3 separate regions of the Mus musculus genome follow, and all the other regions are linked to region 2. The links are chromatin contacts, called in public HiChIP or PLAC-seq maps. All regions are on one chromosome and are shown on one strand. The core of a region is the stretch at or near the end of the contact, and the rest is flanking DNA. Distances in the headings are between cores, read along the strand shown.

The links. HiChIP or PLAC-seq counts read pairs in DNA pulled down with a chosen protein or histone mark.
Region 1: a contact with region 2 is called in an H3K4me3 HiChIP or PLAC-seq map of stem cell-derived neural progenitor cells, with 70 read pairs. The contact joins the enhancer-like site here to the promoter of Pdgfra in region 2. A contact is called at or near these places in 7 of 39 promoter capture datasets (3T3-L1-derived adipocytes, the HPC-7 cell line, the SN4741 cell line and 4 more), 1 of 484 Hi-C or Micro-C datasets (the HL-1 cell line), 8 of 115 datasets of contacts at active chromatin or transcription factors (embryonic basal ganglia, embryonic stem cells, extraembryonic endoderm stem cells and 4 more) and 3 of 9 other capture datasets (adipose tissue, macrophages and pancreatic islet).
Region 3: a contact with region 2 is called in an H3K27ac HiChIP or PLAC-seq map of extraembryonic endoderm stem cells. The contact joins the enhancer-like site here to the promoter of Pdgfra in region 2. A contact is called at or near these places in 4 of 39 promoter capture datasets (cranial neural crest, embryonic stem cells, hematopoietic stem and progenitor cells and 1 more), 4 of 15 datasets of contacts at CTCF or cohesin (the NIH/3T3 cell line, embryonic stem cells and large pre-B cells), 8 of 484 Hi-C or Micro-C datasets (8-cell embryo, the CH12 cell line, bone marrow-derived DN3 thymocytes and 4 more), 24 of 115 datasets of contacts at active chromatin or transcription factors (craniofacial prominence, embryonic basal ganglia, embryonic fibroblasts and 15 more) and 3 of 9 other capture datasets (adipose tissue, liver and pancreatic islet).

The regions. Positions count from the first base shown.
Region 1 is chr5:74,997,044-75,000,775 of GRCm38.p6, forward strand. No RefSeq gene overlaps it. Among named protein-coding and RNA genes, the nearest start is that of Gm52777, 14 kb to the left of the region's middle. Within about 2 kb of position 2,183, at least 36 of the 459 cell types and tissues checked have an H3K27ac peak or open chromatin away from gene starts, as enhancers often do. A contact at or near this core is called in embryonic basal ganglia, embryonic stem cells, neural tube and 1 more, where this site is marked.
Region 2 is chr5:75,150,779-75,154,396 of GRCm38.p6, forward strand. It overlaps Pdgfra (platelet derived growth factor receptor, alpha polypeptide), which reads left to right and starts at 1,473. Exons shown (of 23, transcript NM_011058.3): 1 at 1,473-1,679.
Region 3 is chr5:74,928,233-74,931,854 of GRCm38.p6, forward strand. No RefSeq gene overlaps it. Among named protein-coding and RNA genes, the nearest start is that of Gm52779, 14 kb to the right of the region's middle. Within about 2 kb of position 1,454, at least 8 of the 459 cell types and tissues checked have an H3K27ac peak or open chromatin away from gene starts, as enhancers often do. A contact at or near this core is called in extraembryonic endoderm stem cells, where this site is marked.

The DNA of each region.
Region 1 (3,732 bases), core at 933-3,432, 150 kb before region 2:
AGCCATAAGCAAGTGGCTCTGCTCCACCATGTACTCTCTGCCAACATGTGTTTTCTCAGCACAGACACAATGGAGCCTACCAACCCTGAGCCTAAATAACTCTTTCCTAGGGCATCTGCTATAGTGGCACAGGGCTAACAGACAGAAAAACAAAAACAGAAAAACACAGGTGCAACACAATCAAGGCAGAGTGGTTGTACTTACTCTTAGTTTAGTTCAGAAAATTTTCACCCAACAGGATTGGGGTATAGAGCTCAGGGGTGGAGCACCTGCTTAGTAAAACAAGCATGAAGCCTAGGCTTGATCCCTGGGTGCAGCCTCTACCCAGAAAAATTATCAAGGAGTATGTTGCACACAGGAAGACTGAAAAGCTGGCTTAGCAGAGCTCAAAAGACCTTGGAATATGTCTGTTAAACTCTACATCTTTGTGAAATGAGTGGGGTTTTTTGTGTCTCATTTGTTGTGCAGAACAACCCATGCCATGCACATTGTGTGACCCTGGAGATGCCTGTCTCCTGCGGGCCATACTCTCCCAGTATAATTTTAAAGTAAAATGCCAGTATATGTTTTTAACACACATATTTTCACTTTTTAAAATTTCGCCTATAATCCTTAGTTGCCATTTCATCCTTAGAATTCTTGACTTCAGCTTTGACTCTGAACCCCGTGTAGCCAGGGGTGACAGTGAACTTCTGGTCGTCCTGCCTCCACTTCCCACGTACACCAATGTGCCTGTGTTATGCGGTGCTGAGGACTGAATCCAAGGCCTTGTATGTAGTGAGCAAGAATGCAGAGGTATATTCCCCAACCTCAATCTTAGCTCTATGTAATAGAATGGCCCTGTAACTATACAAACCAGGCAGATATTATCACAACTACTATGTTAGAAAGCAAACTAAATGTAAAAATATTACAAGGGGGAAAAAAAACCCCAAACTACAGTATTTTTTTATTTTCATTTTTATTTTGGTTTTTCGAGACAGGGTTTCTCTGTATAGCCCTGGCTGTCCTGGAACTCACTTTGTAGACCAGGCTGACCTCGAACTCAGAAATCCGCCTGTCTCTGCCTCCCGAGTGCTGGGATTAAAGGTGTGTGCCACCACTGCCCGGCCCGGCTAGTATTTTTTGACTATTGACAAAACTTGTCTGATTTTGTTTGGAAAATTTAGAAAATTGGATTTTAGGTAGAGTGACCAACAAGTATCTTGGATGTAGGAAAAAGATATGGTGAAGAGAGGAATTTCTATTTCCCAGTGACCACAGGATGCCTCTAATTATCTTGCCAGATTACTTGTTATTAAAGAACCAATAGTTTATGCTTTTCTTTCACTAAATTAACAATTATAAAATACTTGAAGTGACTAAGTATTTCATGACCAATGGCTATAGCAATTTTTTCATGATGTTTCCATTCTTTTGACTTCGGTCTTATGAATCACAGGTTGGCCTTAACTGGATATACAGCTGTGTAGTACCCTAAACTTCTGGCCCCCCTGCCTCCACCTGCCCTGTGCTGAGATTACAAGCATCATTTGTGTGGTGCTGATGATTGAGCTCAGGACTGTCTGAGTGCCTGCTAGGCACTCACTCTATCAACTGAGCTACATCCCTAAACAACCTTCAAGTTACGTAGGTATGGCTAAGACATGATCTGTGTTGGCATGTTAACAGGTTTGAACAAGTCTGTGTAAATATGTGCCCCACAGCAGTCCTTTGGGCTTTTATGTACTGAGGCTCAGCCTGGAGTCACCTGCTCACGGAGCTCCTGAGTGCTGTAGTAATGAAAGGGTTTTGGTAGCTGGGATGGGATACAAAGGAATATAAGAGTAAACCAAATGTGATCAGTTAGAGTCTTTTTCCAAGGTGATGTGAGTATGTCGGTCCTGAGGACAAGAACTCACTCATGGAGGACTTCATTAGCAACTTAAGGTCAAAGGGCACGTGGAGGAGGCCAGGCCTCTGTAAGCTTGGGACTCAAGGGGCTGAGAATCATCTCTTGCCTGCTTGGGAGCCTTGCTCACTTTTAAGTGGTCTTGTACAGTGAGGTAATCTATGGTGTGTCAGTTTGGGCTCCAAAAGTGGGTGGTCTTTGCAGAGGGAGGTGCTCCCTCACTCTGCCTCTGGCTGGAGCCAGTTCCTGCAGCTGGCCTGAAGGCAGCCTACAGACTGCACTCACGCATTTCTTCATTTCTCACTTGAGTGCCCTTCTTTGGGTCCCTTTCAACTGCCCACTTTAGATCGGCTTCATTACACCACCGCTCCGTTTGTCATGTAAATTGGGGGACTCGGGGAAGTTTTTCTTTTGGCCTTGTCTACTGAAGAATACCAAGAGGTATTCAAAACGTATTAACACAAATCAATGGCACCAATAAAAGCGAAATCTCCTTAGCAACATAGTCTTGATTGCAAAAGGAGAACGGAGAGCATTTAGCAGAACACTGGCCCACATGGAAGACGCATTTGTCTGGAAGAATCCAGCACAAAGCCTAAAAGAGAGATTTTGAAAAAATCCAAAATTAACTCACAGGGAACAGTTACTCTTTTTTTCAAAAGTCCACAATTGGCTACATTAAATCTATCGTGTGCTTTTGGCTCAGCAACATTGTATCTCAGCGCTTTGCAAACTGAAATTACAACACCCTGCATGCTTCACATGAGTTACAGGGTGTTTTTTGTTTGTTTTGTTTTTTGAGGTTTTTTTTTTTTTTTTCCTTGGTTGATTTCTTTGGGAGAGCAAACAAAACGTCTTAAGAAATATTCATCTCACACACAATGTGAAGAAAACTGAATGGCTATTTAACAATATCTAAGGCTGTAGGTACAAAGGTTGGGCTCTCTTAGGCTTTCTGCAATGGAGTCTAAAATACTAACTATACTGTGGGCAGCGATGGCATTTTGCTGCAGTCTCTATTTGAGAAAAAAAGAAGCAGAATACAATTCTGAGAATGCTCTCATTTTTGTTTGGATAAAAACAGTAAAAAGAACAGAAATTCAGAAAATAAGGTATCAGAAAAAAAAAAGCCCCCCAAGTCCCTCTAATAGAGATGATTCAGCAAAACAAACAAAAAATTCAAAAATTAAGCTTCTCTCTTAAATTGTTTCATGTACCATTTTCATTTTGTATCTTATGTAAAACAATTCCAGCAATGGAGGTAAAAAAAATCTTCAGTGCATACTACAAAATCTTGAAGCAAATAGAGTTGGGTATTTTTGTCAGAATCCTACCTCTATGTGGTATGTAGACACAAATGCACAGCTGAAGACAAAAACTGACTTTCTTATGGAGGATAACTGACTTGGTGGGGTGGGGGGTGGGGGGGCGCAGGAGGGTGTCAGCCTAATTACAATTTCTCCTGGGCTCCCTATATCATTAGCCACTTAGTGGCCATCTCTCACACCCTTTTAACAGGTACAACCTTTCGTGTGTATTAACACACCACTGGCTTCCACCAACTAAAAGGCTAAGAATGTCAACAGACAGCATCTGAGACCCACAGCTGACTGGAGGACTCCACGGACCTGGTATTTCCGTAGTTTTACTTCATCTCCTATGTTAAGTTCTGCAAGGATAAAAGCTGTGTTTTAGTTTAATTTGGCCACAGCCTTACGGGTTGAAACCACATGCTACAATTGATTCTACTAAAAACGGCACTTTTACACCAGGTGTGGCAGTACACCTCCACAACCCTCACTTAGGAGGCTGAGGCGGGAAGAGCATGATTTAGTGAAGGC
Region 2 (3,618 bases), core at 223-2,722:
TGTTCATACATTTCGCCTTCAACGGTTTCCTGAAGGAACATGTGGAAGTAATAGTGAGCAGGGCAGTCACCCGAGCTGAAGATACACCAGAGGCGGGCGTGCAGAAGGGCGGAGGAGAATTGGGGCTCTCAGCCCAGCTCCAGGCATCCTCTTCCCGAGCCTGATATCCCCACGGTCGGTCCTGTCCCATTTAGGGACAGCACTCGGCATTTCGGGGAAACCTCTGTGATTTACGCCAGAGCCTCAGGTCCACTATAGTGGTGAAATAACCGATGGTTATTCGACGTTTTGTTATCAACCTGGTCACCTTGTCCATTTTAATTTTGATGTGTGAGATGGAGGTGGTGGTGGTGGTGGTGGTGGTGGTGGTGGTGGTGGTGGTGGTGGTGGAGATAGAGGACTTCTCACACCCCCCCCCCCACACACACACACCAAAAGCATTCAAAAATAGAGCGCAAGTCGAAGGCCCTCCCTTCCCCCACCCGCTCCGGGAAGTCCCGCTTCGCCCAGGTTTGGTTCCTGGAGTGTCAGCGCCCCCTTTCCCTCGCCAGCAGGATCGCCGTGTCCCAACTGTCTCTCGCTGGGTGTCTTGGGTTCCCTGGTTTGTGGCTCAAACGTCCTGAAAGCTTTCCTAGGGTACGTCGCGTGCGACCCACTCGGAAGGGTGGAATTTAGGAGGATAAAAATCCTTCTGCCATCAAGATGCAGAGGGCAGGCATTTGGTAGTCACGCCTAGCCTGAGCGTTTTCATATGAAGATAGAAGAAGCGAGGACCAGATAACCCCCGAAAACAAAGGCAGGACCAGATAAGTGGCTCCGAAGGGATAAAGGTCGTTCTTTCCTTCTTCCGGAGAACATCCCAAAGGTACGCCGAGCAACCGTTATTTGCACACCGCCTCACAATCCAGCCTTTCAAAAACCCATCATCTTCCTATTAGACTCCACAGTTTCCTAATCCCATTAAAGGATTAGCAACTACACGGCACTTTCCCTTAAGACCCCCAGTTCAAAACGACGCAGCCGCGTTAGAATTTCTCCCCAGGGCCATATTTCTAGCGAGGCCCAGACTGTCTATAGAAAGGATAATTTGAATTCTAGATTTATATTCGTTTTAGAAATGAGCAGCAATTTTACGTGTATTTTCTTTTCGAAGAGAATACAAAACAATAGCACCCCCACCCCCAAATTGGGAAGTCAACTCATTTTGGAAATGATGGCTGTTTGTAGTTTCCTGAAACCTCTTTCCCGGCAGAACGTCAACACCTCCCCCTTCGGCCCCCCACCCCACCCCATCTGGTTTGCTCCCCCCTCCTCGTTGTTGTTGAAGTCTGGGGGTTGGGACTGGCCCCCCTGATTGCATAAGAGCAAAAAGCAAAGAAGAGGTCTTGAGCCTGAGAGAGTCAGAGAGCAAGGAGTCCTAGGGAAACTTTTATTTTGAAGAGACCAAGGGGGGGGGGGACTTCATTTCCTGACAGCTATTTACTTTAAGCAAATGATTAGTTTTTGGAGGACGGACTATAACATTGAATCAATTACAAAATGCGGGTTTTGAGCCCATTACTGTTGGAGCTTGAGGGAGAGAAACAAACGGAGGAGCTGCGGGGAAGGACTGGAAGCTTGGGGCTTACTTTTCACTCCGGGTATCGGATTTTCTTTGCAAATTGACATAGAAGGAGAAGGTAAGGGAGAGGAAAAAGTGACTTTTGTTTCTCAAGAAGGTCCCTGATCATAACTTGGGGCTGCAAGAAGCTAAGTAACTTCAAATTTTGGGCAACGAGGAAAACAAAAACAAAACAGCTGAGTTCAGTGGTGTGTCCAGAAAGTAACTTATTCTGAATAAACTTCACTGGAATGGGGGGTGTGGGGGGGTAACCATTAGAGAGTCAAAGATAAAAAAAAAAAAAGAAAAAGAAAAAGAAAATGAAAAAAAATCCAGACCTATTTTTAAAAGCAATGTTTTTTTTTTTTTCCCTACACAATCCTATAGCCTTCCAAAGAAATTGTTAGGCTTACATTTTTGAGGTTTTCCTCCAGGGTGGGGGTGGCGTTCGTGCTTACTGGGACGAACACCAAGTAACATTGGGGGGGTGGAAGCCGCGGCGCTTGGCCTCTTGGCAGTGGGTCACGGAAGAGGACAGGTTTTTAATGAGTATTTTCATTCGTCGCCCGCGGTTTGGCGGGACTACGCTGTAGCGGGTGGTGCGGCGCGAAGCTTGGGGAGGGGGCGCACCAGGAGAAGTGTGTGTGTGGAGGGGAAAGGGGCGCCGAGTGGGGCGCGGGAAAGCGCTAAGAAAAAAGGGAGGTGTGAAGGGCTCGGCTGGAGGAGGTCGGACCTCGGATGCCGGCCGGGCACACTCGGCGCCAGTCGAGCCCTCGTAATTACTGGACGGCGCTGCTGTTGGAAACATCTGGGGCCAGACTTGAGCGCGGCGGTGGCGGCTGCAGCACCGTGAGAGGGGCGCGCGGGCGAGGGGCGCAGCTCCAAGGGTTCCGGAGAGATTGGAGCGAATTACTTGGGTGCTAGAAGCCTCGGGCGGAATCCGCAGTGCGCTGGGATCGTGCGCCTCTCACTCCAGCGACGGAGGCAGCGGCGGCAGCGGCGGCGCGGACGAGCGATCTGGAATAATGACAAACACATTTGGCCTCGAGTGAAGAAGTCGTCCTGGCCTCGCATTCCAGCAACTGGGATTTGAGGAATTTCAAACTGCACTCCGAGGGGCCCTCATTGTGCTCCGTAGTCCCCACCCCCACTCGGCTCACTTGCGTCTCCAGTGGAGTCTTTTCTGCACGGCCGGGGGTTGGGGGGGCCTGGCTCTTGCTTAGTCCTGGCCGCAGGCAGCAAAGAGGCAAGATCCCTGGCTAGGAGCTGACCTCTTGTGAAGAAGTCAGGACATCTCTGAAAGGACAGACGTGGGTGCAGGTAAGCAGAAATGTAAGAGGCCAACCACCCTCGCCTCCTGCCTACGGAACTCTGGGTGCTTCTCTGCCCTGGGATGATGGATGCGAGGCACTGGTCGCCTGAACGCAACCTTTCCAGTGCCCCCCCCCCCCAACTTTCCTCCCAACGCTCAGTATCCTGCAAAACTCAGGGGCGGTCTCCGCGCAGCCTTCCCTCCTTCACCGTTATTCCCTTGGAAATCAGTTTATACATGTGAGATTAACTTCCCTCGAGCAGGGCCGGGAAAGCAGGAAGCGATCTCTTGGCTTTGAAGCTTCTGAGGTCGGCGATTCTTTCTGTTTGGAAGGCGTGTGGGGCAGTCTGCAGAGTAAGGCAGTATGACTCGGCCCTGGTCTGCAGCAGGACCAAGCCAGAGCCTCGCAGCCAGGTGTGCAGGAGTTGCCAGTGACTTGGCGACCAGCCTTGGCGAGAAAGGAAGTGTTGGCCTGTTTGTCTGCTGTGGGGAGTCCTTGCAGAACCCGCGCTTAGAAACTCCCAGGTCTGCTAAGACCTCTAGAAGACCCGGAGGGTGTGCATGGGGGAACCCAAGCTGGGGAGGGGGCGTGGGTGGCACTTTTAAAAGTCTGGGCTGCCCAGCGTCGGACAGAGCTGCCCAGAAAAGCCCCAGGCTGGGCGGTGTGGGAAACGGCTTTTTGGCTTCGTGGCGGAATTGCTCAATG
Region 3 (3,622 bases), core at 204-2,703, 220 kb before region 2:
AAGTGGGCAGCTCCCGCCCAGCTGTCGTCATGAGGTGACTGTCCTCAGTCAGAGGACCTGCTGAGTGCCTTGCTCTTCTGTGCTCCCTAACTCGATGCAACTCAGCTGCTGTTTCCAAAAACAGACTGTTTTTGATGGAAAACACGGCTAACATTTCAGAATTGTGGCTCTCCTCCCTGCTGAACTGTCTTCTCCTTACCCAACCCCAGCCAGAAGACTCTTTCCTAATGGAAATGCTGGGACCACTTACAGCTGTGAAGATGCTAACCTGCTGCGAGAGGCCGGAAGACAGCTGAGGGAGCCAGTGGATGCAGATGGAATGGAAGATGGTGGCACTTGCGTGATGTGTGTGTGAGTGTGTGTTGTATGATGTGTGATGTGTGTGTGTGTGTGTGTGAGAGAGTGTGTTGTATGATGTGTGATGTGTGTGTGTGTGTGTGTGTATGTCTGTGTGGTAGTGTGTCTGTGTGGGGGATGTTATATGTGTGATGTGTGTGTTGTATATGTGATATGTATGTGAGTGTGTGCTATATAATGTGCGATGTGTTTGTGGTGTTTGTATATTGTGTATGACTGTAGTAGTGTGTCTGTGTGTCTGTGTCTATAGGTATATGTGTTGTATGATGTGTATATGTATGTATATCTCTGTGTGTGTCTGTGTATGTGTGATATATGTGTGGTGTGTGTGTGATATGTGTGCATGAGTATGGTATGTGTGTGTGTGTCTGTGTGGGGGATGTGTGCATATGATGTGTGTGATGTGTGTATGTGGTGTGTGAGTATGTGTGTATGTCTCTGTGTGTGATATATGTATGTGTCTGTATATGTGGTGTTTCTGTAATGTGTGTGTGTGTGTGTGTGTAGTGTTGCATGGTGAATAGTGCTGGCTTTTACAAATGAAAGAAACAATTTTGAGTCTGACTGCTTAATTAAATCATTATCAATTTTTATCCTAACTTCATTTTTCATTTTCACAGATTTGAGTGAACATCAAGATTGAACATCAATGAGACATAATTATGAATCCACTAACATTTGGGGGCAGCAAAGAGTTAATAAGATTAGATCAACTTTGGAATTTTATAAAAATTAAAAATTTTAAATGAACACAAATCATCTCTTCACTTGAATGTCCTAATACATCCTCCTTTGTTTCATTTTATTTCATTTTGGGATGGAGGCTTGCTATGCAGTCCAGACTGGCTTCCAACTCATGGTCCTCCTGCCTCAGATTCCTGAGTGCTGTGACTACTAGCACACACCATCATCCAATTCCTTTGCCTATTGTTCAGCTCATTACTTTCACAAAGTGTCTGTGTGATTCCAGATCTGGGGGGCAGACCTGGTTAGGTCTAAGAGGGCCTAGCACACGAGCAAGGACAGACATGCCATGCTTCTAGTAGAAATAATACAGAGTTCAGAGTCAAAATGTCTGGACAGAGCAGGATGCAGCTCGGGGCTTTCCTGGGCTTAATTCCCCAGCACCATAGAAAAGAAGAGAAAAGAAAGCCAGGTTTATAGCCTGCCTTAATCACTTCTCTACCTAAGTTATCATTTGGCTAAGTCTGTGAACTTAGCCTTTCTCCTCCTTAAAGGATCCTTAACCCCTCTCTTAGGGAGGGAGGGTTTGAGGACACTTATACGCCACATCAGAGCTTTCCTCCTCAGTGTCTGGAAGAGCATGCAGTCTCTTGCTTTTCTGTTACGCCCAGCAGTCTGGGTAAACATGCACTGTTTCCCCAGTGATTTCACCTTTGTAGCACTCAAGTCCGTGTCTCAGATCGAAAGGCTCAATTCTTTTTTTTCTGAAAGTAATAGCAAGCATTTGCCCTGACAAGAAGCAGACACTTAGAAGAAGCAGCACATTTTTTTTTCTGCACTGGGCCAAGCACTACTGCGGCCTCATAACCTGGATTCTCAGTTCTAGCACTGTCAATCTTTAGGGCTAACTCTGTTATGAACCGTACCCCAAGCCTCTCCCTGCTAGACCCAGAGTCTGTCCTGCCTCAGCCTCCCACCTTGCTGCCGGAACACTAAGGTTATAGATGTGCTGCCTCATCTGGCTATACATAGGTTCTGGGAACACAAACTCGTGTTGCACAACAAGCACACTGCCCACCGAGTTATCTCCTCGGCCCTGTCCTGTATGTCTTAAACTCTACTCTTTTAGATACTATCTCCATGTGCTCTAAATTGGAATTACATTGTTTAGAGGACAATGGACTGTGGCTTTCCAGGAATTCTCCCACGTCTAACGGCACTTGGAGCTCACAGAGACAAGAGTGAAGACAGCAGGCACTATCGTGCGACCCTGAACTGTGGGCAGCAATGTAAATAATTTAAAAATAAAATAAGATTATACATCCAGCCACAAGAAACTGTTTTCAAATAAAGAAACCAACTAAAGAATGTAATATCATGTGGACATTTGAAGACTTTGGAGTCTTTTATATAAACTGAAAAACAAAACAAAACAAAAAGCTGATATATTTTAAATGAATAATGAATTCCCAAAAATGATATATAAACTGGGCATCATGGCGCATGCCCATAACCCCAGAGCTTGGGAGGTTGAGGCAGAAAGATGGCCTCGAGTATGAGGGCAGCCTGGGCTGTAGAGTATAATACACTAAGTAGCTTTAGTTACTCAGCTTTCTACTCCTGTAATGAAATACCAGAGATAAACTACTCATAAGGAGGGATGTTTATTTGGGCTGACAGGGTTAGAGGTTTCCTTGTATGGTCTGTTGATCCTGTTGGGTTTGGGTCTGTGGCCAGGCAAGAGTGTGACGGAACAAAGCTGCCCTCCTCACAGTAGCCAGGAAGTGAGTAAACACTCATACACACACACACACACACACACACACACACACACACACACACACACACAAAAGAACAATGATGGTAAATCAGCTAAAGCCTGGTTACACCGGTCACCTGTCTCACTGAGTTGCCGTGGGGATGAACGGAGAGAATGCTTGAGATGAACTGTTAGAAGCAAAGATGCCACTCACACTCAGCTGTGCGCATGGGCGCTGGGTGTGAACCGAAACCTGGTCCTCACGTTTACACAGTGAGTGCTCTTACCCAGGGAGCTGCCACTCTAGCCCTGTTATTTCTGTCTGAGCACTCTATGTTCCATGGGATTTTTCATCACGCAGACAACCTAACATGAAAAATGTTACTTGTTATACAATGCATATTGGTCAATTTAGAAGCTACGTTCTAGGTATATTCCTAAAATGAATTTATTTAATCCTGATAATAAGCATATAAAACCTCACTATTATCTCCATTACTTAACAATACCAACAACAAGTAAAAACCTAAGGCTTACAAAAGTGAAATAACATTAAAACCATAACAGGGAAAGGCAGAGCTAGAGTCTGAAGCCAGGTCTGTCTGATGCCAGAGACCGTGCTCCTTTTATTATTACTGGGTATCGTTTGGGGTTGGGGGAGGGTTGTTTTCTTTTTGTTTTACGGTTTTTACTGTGTGTGTAAGTGTAGGCACAACTCCCGTGTCACAGTGCACACGTAGAGGTCACCAGAAAACTTTTAGGAGACAATTCTCTCTTTCTTCCATCTGGAAGCTAGCACAAACACCTTTACCCACTTAGCCA